Linked DNA regions of Mus musculus: region 2 is linked to region 1. A link is a contact called in public Hi-C data. All regions are on one chromosome and are shown on one strand. The core of a region is the stretch at or near the end of the contact, and the rest is flanking DNA. Distances in the headings are between cores, read along the strand shown.

The links. A called contact is a pair of places that touch in the nucleus more often than the background predicts.
Region 2: a Hi-C map of liver shows a contact between it and region 1, with 3 times the contacts expected there. The contact joins the enhancer-like site here to the promoter of Tdo2 in region 1. A contact is called at or near these places in 3 of 39 promoter capture datasets (liver and macrophages), 5 of 484 Hi-C or Micro-C datasets (liver and nephron progenitors) and 3 of 9 other capture datasets (adipose tissue, liver and pancreatic islet).

The regions. Positions count from the first base shown.
Region 1 is chr3:81,971,183-81,977,462 of GRCm38.p6, forward strand. It overlaps Tdo2 (tryptophan 2,3-dioxygenase), which reads right to left and starts at 4,546. Exons shown (of 12, transcript NM_019911.2): 1 at 4,477-4,546; 2 at 4,142-4,247; 3 at 3,139-3,229; 4 at 455-525. The coding sequence starts at 4,511.
Region 2 is chr3:82,021,884-82,027,402 of GRCm38.p6, forward strand. No RefSeq gene overlaps it. Among named protein-coding and RNA genes, the nearest start is that of Asic5, 28 kb to the left of the region's middle. Within about 2 kb of position 1,423, at least 7 of the 459 cell types and tissues checked have an H3K27ac peak or open chromatin away from gene starts, as enhancers often do. A contact at or near this core is called in liver, where this site is marked.

The DNA.
Region 1 (6,280 bases), core at 3,296-5,795:
CAGGGAAGGAAGGAGATGGAAGCAGGTATCTCAGTTGCAGCTGCACTTGTAGTCCCTGGGTGCTGTTCTGTCTTCTCTCCTCTTTTGTCTTCCTGCCCTTTCCCCCTCCTTCCTTACTCTTTCATTTCCCTCATCTAGTCTATCTTGCCTTCCTCCACCTATCTTGCCATAGGTAATACTAAGTAGAGATAGAGTTTTCTTACCTGTTATAGGATCTTCACTATTTGGGCTTGCAATCTACCCAGTTTATAGCAACTTAAAGAGACCACCAGTGAATGTTTTAAAGGGATTTGTAGATGTGAAATATGTTGAAACTTCTCAGAAAAAAAAATCTCCAAAACTCTTGAGTTGTTTTGGTAGTTAGCTAAATAGAAATTGAAATGCTGATTTCATAGTTTCTAAATGCTTTTAGAAGTTATACAAAATCAATCAGTTCAATGACATTGAAACTTACATGGCCATTTTGGAAGATTTCACGAACAGAATCTAGTTCCCAGAGGATTTGTTTAAACCAAAGTTCATAAGCTGTAAAATTTAAAAAGCCAGTTAGAAAGTATCCCTTTGACTATAATTAAAGGACAGATACATCTAACAAATAAAAAAATTAACTTTAAAAATAATAAATGTGAGCATGAACTCATTTATGTTAGAAATTAGTATTTTAATCATCTCTAATTTTTAAATTTCTAATATACTGTATATTTAACTTTAACTGGTATATACATTATTATTACAGTGTTCCGTCCTTAGGAACATATTTCTTTGAATCTTTTAGGATAGCCCATTCTCACTTCTTGCTCAGATACATACTCCTTAGTGTTACCCCTCCACAGAGATGAACAATTTCCCACCTAGATGAAAATTGTAAGGTCTTATATTTTAAAGTAGTGTTTTGTTACTGCTGTTGTTTGCTTGCTTGCTTGCTTGGGATTTGTTGAGTTTGGCATATATATATATATGGTGTGTGTGTGTGTGTGTGTGTGTGTGTGTGTGTGTGTGTGTACACTGTAGCTGTTTCAGACACATCAGAAGAGGGTATCAGATACTGTAACAGTTGGTTGTGAGCCACCATGTGGCTGCTGGGAATTGAACTCAGGACCTCTGGAAGAGCAGTCAGTGCTCTTAACTGCTGAGCTATCTCTCCGGCTTTATTTGAACAATTCTGGGGCCTGTGGTCTCAAACCAGAAGAAAGAGCAGACAGCTCTCTGAAGTCTCATGCTAGTCACATTATGAGTTCAAAGGCCCCTGTCTTCTAAGTGAGTCAACCAGTCTGAGAATTCCTGCTTCAGCTCAAGGCCCCCTTAAGCCAGAATTCTGTAAGAGCATTTTCTCTGAAGAACATAAGGGGAGTTTGTTCCTGAGAGTTTACTTTTATCTTCCACGGGGCCACGAAACAATACAACTGGTACTGAAAATTCCTACAACCCAGCAAAGGAGAAAGTACATGGTGAAGGCCAAAATATCAGATGAATGAAAATATCCTTTGGGATAAGGAACCGAATGTGCTTCAGTGTCAGTTATCTAAGCCCTCTGTACAGTGACCAAAGTGTAATCTTTCTGTAAGTGCGAGCTTGTTTCACACTATGAAGATTTACAGTAAGAACATGACAGACATGGGAAGACAGTTTGATTCACTGTGTTTCCAGACTGCTCATGGAAAGTGAAATGATTCTTTTCCACTCGTTTGTCCTTCACTGAAGTGTATAAACCCCACAAAAGAAGAAATTTCATCTCAGTTGCCTAGGTTTTCCTTCAGTAACCAGCACAATGCTTGGCGCTGACTGTATATGTAATGAGTTAGCAAATAAAGTCATCAGTGTAATAAGTAGATGAGCTTAAGGGCTAATAATCTGATATCTCCGGTGTACTACATGTGGTACCATTTAATAGATAAAGCCTGTATCTCTGATAATCAAGACAGTAAGCTCAACTATAATTTTTCAGTTACGGTTAATATTTGGAGGAGTTCTAATTTTTATATTTAGGTAATGAACAAATCAAATGCTTGCTAAGTATTTTGCATGTCTCTTTCCAGGGCTAACTTCCTCTGGGTAGTTCTATGAGCCACTCTCAGCATACTGTAACTAAAGTGCAGAAGACAATTAAATCATGGTGACTACGGTCTGTTAGAAGCTTACTGTGTGTTAAACTCTCAGTGTTTACTGAGAATTATTTCATCTCATTGGTATGGAAACAAGTATGAATAATGAATAACTCCTCATTTGGTGTAGGAGGTCTTAAGTCTAAGTAATCTTACTAAGATTATGTAATTTGCCACAGTAGAGATGCCATTCAAATTTTGCTTTGAGCTCCATTTATGCTGATTATCCAGGATTCCTCTCTTACTGATTTTGCTTTAGTACAACCCAACAAAAATGAAAAAACAAACAAACAAATGAAAGACAGGCATAATACAATGTGCTTATTCTTTCCAACCATTCATTTCTTAACTAAAAGGGTTTCTGATGTAACTGAGGGAAGTAAGAACTCATTTGGACAAAGGACAAGAACTCATCAAAAGGAAAAAAAAAATCTGAGTGTGTAGAATAGAGGAGAGCTCCTGGACAAATACACAGAGTCACAAGGAACTTGACAACCACACAGCAGGCACTCTTATCATGTGTGAAACTGTTCATGATATCTTGGAGAACAAGGCCCTTCTGAAAACACAGACTGCTTGCCTGAATGCCATTATGCAAAAATAAGGAATCTGAAAAATATTGCCAAATATAAAAACTATACATTTTTGCCTAATATTCCATTTTTATAAAATTACATGAATTTGTAAAAAATATTTAAAAAATAATCCTATAATGCAGGGTTTTCAGTGCTCCATGAAAAAAAGTGGCATTTTAGCTTGCAAATCCTTTGTGAAATTTTGAGAGCTGAAAGGTCTCTCTTGAATTAAGGACAAAGCTAGGAGACTAGTATAATCTTTTGTCCACTGAACGGACCACAAAGATAAGGACAAAAGGCCAGAGAGGGTCCTGCGAAATTTTATGTGACACAAAATATTCTCATGAGTATCTATGGACAGTTTCTCAGTCTTTTATGACCTTACAGATAAAGACACATTTGCACTATTGGTGACGGATAATTGCAACACTCACTCCTCGTTGCTCACCCTCAAAGCTCACCTTGATGAGTTATGATGAATAGGTGCTCGTCATGGATTTTGTTCCCTTTTACTTCACTCTGAAGTTCTTGCGCATTCAAAATCTTTTCCAACTTTAAATAAGAAAATGAGAAGATGGATCTTAAGATTTCAGCTCTAGGGTTGTGCACACAGACATTAACAAGAAGCAGACTACAATTCTGGAAAAAGTACCCCTGAGTCAAGTCCTTTCAAACTGTGATCGGTCTTTAAAAAAAAAAAAAAAAAAAACAGTAAATGAGTTTCATCATCAACAACAAAAAGTAGGTTAAATTTGCGATTTTAAGAATAATTGTAGTTGCCGTTCTTCTCCAAAATCCTCAGTGAGACAGCACTGTCCTCTCAAATGCCAGTGTTCTCAGGACAGTATGGTGGGAAGCCAACCGTTTGCTTCAAGTCTGCAATACTTTTCTTTCCTCCTACTCAAAGGCTTCTGGCGGGTTTTACATTCATTATCACTTCATCCTTACAAAACTACCAAAGAAGCACGAGAACTTTAACCATTTCCCACCTTAAATTTTTAATCTGAAAGCGAACCATAATCACCTCCCAATTCCCAATGGAAAGCTGTCTTTTATTTCCTAATGGTTTTGAGAAGGTTCTGTGTACCTTTAACATTTCTACATTGTAATGTGGAATTTGCAGATTTCCGATGGGGATTTGGGGTTCTGACCCCCATCTTTTCACATGTGCTGAGCACAGCCCGTCTGCTATCTGCCCTGTGCTTTATCTTTCACAATCTCCTGTCCAGATACAGAACTTTCTGCTGTTGCAGAGCCTCTTCTAGGAAGGAACATTTCACCACTCAACGTGCCATAGCAGATTTGAATAGGCACAGATATCTACGAATAGAAAGGTCCGAAGGTTCAGAAAACTACTGGTGATTGAAAAAAAAAAAATACAGTCAAGTGAAAGACCATTTAGAGACAATTTAGTGGCTGATGACAGCAGCTAAAGCCAGCGAGGGGTTGGTTGCCAGCACCTACCTGCAAGTAATTGCCATAGATAAGTCCTCCTTTGCTGGCTCTGTTTACACCAGTTTGAGCTCTGTCTTCTTCATTGTCCTCCATAGATACGTTTTTCAAAGTGTATCTGCATTTTGAGTGAATGACACAAAAAATTAAAACAAACAAACAAAAAAACCAAAAGCAGAGTGCCCATAAAATAAGAAAGTACAACTCTGTTTCTAATTCTGTCTGGTTTATTAATAAATTAACAGACTAATAAGAAGCAAGGAATTAACTTTTAAGTCCAGGAATTTGACTGTTTATAGGCTAAGGCTGGAAAGTTCCCTTCCATATAAACAGAGATAAACACTCACCCTACACTGTTTCCTGCAAACGGGCACCCACTCATAGTACTGAAGTGTCTCAGGACCACACAGGTTTGCTAGGTCAGGAATGGTATCAACCTTCCCAGATACTTTAGTGCTTGCCTTTTATGTATCCTGATTGCCAGACACAGCCAATCAGCACCCAGCTTACACTCTTAGCCCGGATCTCATTTCGTACTGGTTCAGAACTGAGCCTCTGTAACTTGGGGGTGGATTTTTGTTGGGGCACAGCTTGTTTGCTAGCAGGGCGTGCCAAACCCTCTAACTTGCCAAGTTGAGCTTTTATATCCAACATAGAAGACATCAAATAAATCAATAGAGGCCAAGTCCATAGACATTTACACTTAACTACTTAATTCCAATAAAGTTTTCTATTAGCATAAGAATCCTTAAAGAGAATGGCATTATAGGCAAAAGTTTAACTTCTCCCAGTAGTGTAGTCTCCTGACTTCTGAGAAACAAGTATTGAAATGTCAGCCCTACTCAGTAGGGGGAAAAGAATAATCTCTGGGAAGTAGAGGGAGAGAGAGATCTAGAAGGGAGAGAGGAGGGGCAGGGAAAAGGAAGGGCAGTTCAGATATGGGAGGAGATGGGGGAGAAGTACAGAGGGTCAGGAGTTTGAAAGTAGCTGTGTAGCAGTGGGGGAAGGGGAATTGGGAGTAGCCACTAGGAAGTCCCAGATGTCAGGGACCCAAGAGGTTCCCAGGACCCAAAAGGGAGAACATTAACTCAAATACCCAACAAAGGGGAGATAGAACCTGTAGACCCCATATCCAATGGACAGGCATGGCCCCTAGCTAAGGGATAGGGCCACCCACCCACCTCAAAAATATTAATCCAGAATTCCTCCTCTCAAAACGAAATGCAGGGAGAAAAAGTGGAGCAGAAACTGAAAGAAAGGTCATCAAGAGACTGCCCCACCTAGGGATGCAACTCATCTGCTGACATCAAACCCAGACATTATTGCTGATGCCAAGAAGTGCTTGCTGACAGGAGCCTAGTATAGTTGTCCCCTGAGAGGCTCTGCCAGAGCCAGACCAATACAGATGCAGATGTACAGATTCAAACATTGGACTGAGTGTAGGGACCCCAATGGAGAAGTTAGGGCAAGGACTGTAGGAGCTGAAGGGGTTTGCAACTTCATAGGAAGAGCACCAATATCAACCAACCAGACCCCCTAAAGCTCCCAAGGACTAAACCACCAACTAAAGAGTACACATGGAGGTATCATGGCTCCAGCTAGATATGTAGCAGAGGATTGCCTTATCTGGCATTACTGGGAGGGGAGCCCATTGGTCTTGAGGAGGCTTGATGACCCAGGATAGGGGAACACTAGGGCATTGATGCAGGAGTGGGTGGGCAGGTGGGGGAGCACCCTCATAGAGGCAGGGGGAGGGAGGAGGGGATGGGGACTTGTGTGTGGGGGAAACTGGGAAGAGGGTCAACATTTGGAATGTAAAAAGAATTTAAAAGTCCTTGGCAAATGAGATTCTCTAGAACAAGCTGTTGCTGCTTAAAGCCACACCCAGTCCATATTAGCTCATCTGGCTTAGCTCTTTTCTCATAATCAAAAGTAGCACACTGTACCAACCTTAAGAATTAGACTCAGCTGAGGCATGCCAGTGACAAGGAGTGACCCATCCACACCCGTGCCTGGTGCGAAAAACGAGCAATTACCACTTGTCTACAGTTCTGAAAGATAGCAGCAATACAACGGCCTTTCTATAAACGTCACTGCTCTCACAAATAATGGCTTTGTGTTCTGTTGAGCCAAGACAGAAGTTCCATCACC
Region 2 (5,519 bases), core at 173-2,672, 48 kb after region 1:
CCTATGCTCTGGCTGTTCTTAACTGCAGATGCAATTCCTCAAGTTGTACTGCCTTGACTTCCACTCAGAAGTGGACTGTGATCTGGAATTTTAAGTCAAATAAACCTTTCTTTAGTTTATTTTCATGATGGTATTGTTATCATAGGAAGAAAACCAAGGTAGAACAAGAGGTACTCAAGACAATTGTCCATTTAGCAGACATAATTCATGCTTTGTGAACTATCTCAGAATTTTTACTTTCATTAAACCATAGTACTTTTCTTCTTTCTTCTGGATGGCTTTATTGTAACTGACTTGAGGGGGCAGGAGTCTGTATTTTCTGTACAGGCAGATTCATAAATTAAGTGTACTTGAAAATGGACTGGATCTGTGTTATAGAGGGGACTACACAGCACTTCAGCATTTTCCTCCAGCTACTTCTATGTGTTTATTTAATCTCGACAGAAACTCAACCATTCCACTGATTATGCTTTAAGCAATCACCTACTTTCAACTCAGAATCTTCCTTCGATGGTGAATTGCTACAACGCTTTCTTTAATACACTGAACAATAGTGCTGTTGGTTCAGTTAGCCTGTGCTTACTATGTCTGAGGGCCTGCGATCAGTCTTCAGCAGGAACGAAATGGATCTAGTTCCCCGTTCTTTCCATTGTTTTTTTTGGATGCCTTTCCTGCCTGACCACATGGCACCTTCACACTTTCTTGCTAGGTAACCAAGAGAGCAAAGTTCTGAGAACTAACACACCGTGACATGGAAGATACTGTTCCGAATGAACATTGGTGACCAACTCTTTACACTGGTTCTCAGCATCCAGACAGTTCTGCTGGCATCTCAATGTAGGAGTGATATCTATTTGGGAATTAGTGGTGAGAGGATGAAATATTTGTCCTTGAAAATGAAAGTTTTAAATGTTACCTGGAGAAAAGTTGAATAACCTCCTAGAACGTTGTGAAATCTGTGGTGTGAGCAACCCTGGTGAATGATTACAGCGACGAGCCACCCCCAAATCATGTAGTTTTGACCCAAACAGGAGCAGATAGGAATATAAAATCAAGCGCCAAGCCCCTTCTTATCAATAAGTGATAGACCATATAACATCCGAAGTCTGTAGGTTACCTTCTCAGCAGGAGTCATATGTGCAAATAAATAAAGGTCAAAACATCTTAGTTCACACATGGAAGAACTTGTATGACTAGAAAACAAGATGAATAATAGGAACACTGGAGAAAAATGCTAAAACTGGTCTATTCAAGGGTTGAAAAAGCATGGCAGAGAGAGAAAGCTGACAAGGTCATTGTGACAGTCGCAGTAACTTTGCAAGGGACTCCCTTTTTAGATCCTGCAGAATCTCAGCTAGAGTACAGAACACTCTTCACCTCCCACCGCCAGAGGAGTTTTGTAACAGTGACACAAAAGCGATGTTGGGGAGGCAGGAATTAGATACAAATGCTGAATAGTCTCTGTTCAGAAGTTGGCATATGACTTGCCATAGTTATTGCTGAAATTCAATGAGGTAGTACTTATAAATAAACCAGTGAGCTTAGTGTTACCAAGAAGCAAAGGCCACTTCTGAAAATCCAAACAGAAGTTGGAAGGTGAGGAGCTGGTAGAGTTGGTTATCAGAGCTAATAGCTAAGTTAACGCTGCAGGTTAAGAAGCAAGAAATACCTGGGGCAGTTATAACCAAGCCTTGTGGGACACACTAGCTGCTTGAGCACAGGACTTTACTGTCACTCTTAAAGAATCTCCATCATTTCTCACGTCTTCTCCTCCACCACCTCCTATCCTGTGACTTCATCCCTGGAATGATAACAATCTCTTAAGGACTCTACATTGCTCCTTAGCTAATTATGTCATGGGGTACAATGCTGGAAAGCAATTCTTTTTTTAAATTTTTTATTAGATATTTTCTTCATTTACATTTCAAATGCTATCCCAAAAGTCCCCTATACCCTCCCTCCACTCTGCTCCCCTACCCACTCACTCCATCATTGGGAAGAGAGGCCCCTTGTTCTTGCAAACTTTATATGCCCCAGTACAGGGGAACACCAGGGCCAGGAAAGCAATTCTTTTAAGAATTCTACGTGTGTGTGTGTGTGTGTGTGTGTGTGTGTGTTTACTCTTAATTCAATACACATCACTGCCTTATGATCTCTTACAAACCAATCACACCATGTCCTAAGCACCATGTTTAGCTATTTCTTAAACATAGTTATGCAGGCTAGTTTGCTGGGGCAGTATGCACTTCAATGTTTCATTCATTTCTCCTATTTTCTGAATAATCTCCTTCTCATGGAAATGTCTAAATTTCTCTGACTTTTGAACATATGCATTTTCTGATAAATGTCCCCCAGCTTCTTCGATCGCAATTTAAATTGTCTGCATCTAAATGTAAAACGTGCGAGCAATAGGGAACCTTTACTTGCACTAAAACAATGGATCTGCAAATCTAGCCAGATACTTGGATATACTTTATGTAAAATTTAACATAGAAAACTTTATGCAGGTAATCTCCACTTTCTCTTTTGAATATTAAAGGTTTCCAAAAATGGCAACTTCAAACTAAGAATGAAATGAAATGGAGAGATGGCTCAGAAGTTAAGAGCACTGGCTGCTCTTCCAAACAGCTGGAGAGATGACTCAGAGGTTAAGAGCACTGGCTGCTCTTCCAAACAGTCCTGAGTTCAATTCTCAGTAATCACAAGATAGCTCACAATCATCTATAATGAGATCCGGTGCCTCCTTCTGGCTTGCAGGCATACATGCAGGCAGAACACTTACATACAACAAATAAATAAAAAACTAAAGAAAAAAAAAGAATGAAATTAAATGAACAGCAATAATTTGGATTATTTCCTTCATATTTGCATTCATTGAGTCGAGTATTCTTATCTTTTTTTTTTTGGCTTTTAGAGACAGGGTTTCTCTGTATAGCCCTGCCTGTCCTGGAACTCACTTTGTAGATCAGAGTGGCCTCGAACGCAGAAATCTGCCTGCCTCTGCCTCACGAGTGCTGGGATTAAGGGCGTGCGCCACCATGCCAGGCTTATCATTTTTAATTCTGTTTATACCCATAGATTAGAGGTACTTCCAGTCTTGGGCAAAGGAACCTCTTTTGCTGTGGGAAGCTGCACAGAGACTCATAGCTCTTATCAAGGTGCTGTTATAATGGACTGTTGATAGCGCAGCACTAAATGTGACATCTATTTCATCTCGCTCACTCTCCAAGGCTCAGAGGAGGTTGTGAGAGAGGAGCCAGGCAGGAAGAGCCAGAGGGTAGGAAGGAATAGAGGGAAACGCTGTCTTTAGCACATGAAATGATCATTGCACTCATGAGCTCACCATCGTTATGATGACTTACACAACACCTAGACAAGGCCAAGTCAACATCCCAGCAGGCAGCTCTCACGGAACTCAGCGGGTCACAACAAAATAAATTCAAAAGAGAACATGAAAGTTAGAGGGGACATGCTTGGGGTGGAAAGGGAAGGGAGGGTGAAATAGAGGTAGATATGATTAAGACACGCTGTATGCATGTATGAGATTGTCAATGGATAAATGAAAGATAATTATAAGAATAGAACCAGAAAGCTGAACAGCAACATTCTCATCTTTCTGCTTCCTGACAGGAGGTGCAAATTATCCCAGGGTTTTAAAGTCCTGCTGCCGTGACTTCAACGCTATGGTGGGCTATATCTCAATATGTGAGCTAAAATAAAAACCTTAACCAAAAATGGAAGGAAAGAAGAGAAGAGGAAGGGAGGGGGTAGAGGGGGCAGAGCTAAAGAGGAGGAGAAGGGAGCAGAAAAGAAAGGAATGGCATGAAGGAGGGGGTAGGGAGGAGGAAGAGGGTTGTAATGGCAGAGGCAGCAGCAGTGGAAACTTAGGGAAAATCCACCTGCCATATTTGTTAAAAAACCTCCACTTGCCTGAGTAGAGATGCACAACCTTTTTAACATCTGATTTAGCCACATCTAGAAGATACTGTTGATTTACATTATGATTTGTGGGGCTTTAGCACACTGGGTTTCAGGTATAGACATTGGTTTTACCACTCACTTTTGTTTTGATCTTGGCATCCCTACTAAAGTCCATGTATTCCATTCCATCATGAATAAAATAATGAGGATGTACATGTGAACAACTAAACAGAGTGTTCCTATGAAGTATAAATATCTCAATGCCTGATTATCTGAGATTCATGCACTATCTTCTGGGCTCTTCCAAAAGGCTTGGGTCACTTCCCCATCTCTGCCCTCTGTAGCACACACAGCTTCTCCTCTAAGCTCAGGTAGGTTCGACTTTAAGGCTGTTGCTGTCCTTAGGGGTCATTCCAGGGTACTCGCATCTCCAAAATGCTGGGGTCTTCTTCTGCAACTTGGCTGCACTGTCAGAAATATTCTTAATTATGCCAAGCCTCAATGTCTCTGCCCGGCCCCTTCAATACTAGACATTCAGTTGCTATGAGGCTGTACTGCATGGCCAATGGCCTCTCCTGGCCTCTCAGAGACAAGCCTCTCCTGCTCTCCATAACTACTTCATTCTTTCAAAGCCATTACCACTTGGTGATTCTTACACTACCAAGCTTGGCTGCCAACATGAGGTATAACTGTGGCTGCCTCTGGAACACAACTTCTGAAGCTAACAATTTTAAAATGCTGGACATTGGAGCGATAATGTTTTAATTGTGCTGTGTTTAATAACAATACATTATTCAATTACTTATCCTATTTTAATTTTTTCTTTTCTTGAATGACTACTAGGGATTTTTGATTTTCAAAAATTCACATCATTCTATTTTTAGTAGACTTTATTTGGAGGGAATACACTTTCAGTTTTCTAATGAAACCAATATTATTAGGTGGAGATGAAATTATTGTAGATAATTTCATTTGTAATAAGACTGGATATTAACTTATTTAAATTTTCTCTATATTTAAAATGTAACAAAACCAACGTATACATGTTTTCTTAAAATATCATTGCACAACTCAGAAACCTCTTTGAAACACTCAAAGATACTAGATTGTAAAACTGATGATGATGATGGTGACCCAGATGATGGTGATGATGAACTGGAGAAATAACCAACTAGTATATACTATTTGTCTTGCAGTGAACCTATGTTTGCTTCGCAACACATGGAGGGCCACAGCTGTCTGTCTGTCTGCAACTCTAGGAGATCAGAAACATTTTTCTGACCTCTATGGGCTCCTGACAAGCAGGGGATTCTTGCAGGCAAACACTCATAACACACTTAAAAGGAAGTGAGATGATACATGAACTTTGGGGGAAGAAGAGGGGGATACATTCAGGGAGCTAGTGGGAGGGAATGGGGGGTGTGACCAATATATATTATATACATGTTTGGAATTTTTAAATAATAGGCAAAAAGAAAAGGGGTCAGTTAGGTCTCTTGTCATATGCTGAACTCAAACTGTATACACCCAGTCAGACTTGATTTTTTCTTCTGACCTTGTCCTCACCTTGTCCTAGAATCTAGGACACATTCATCATG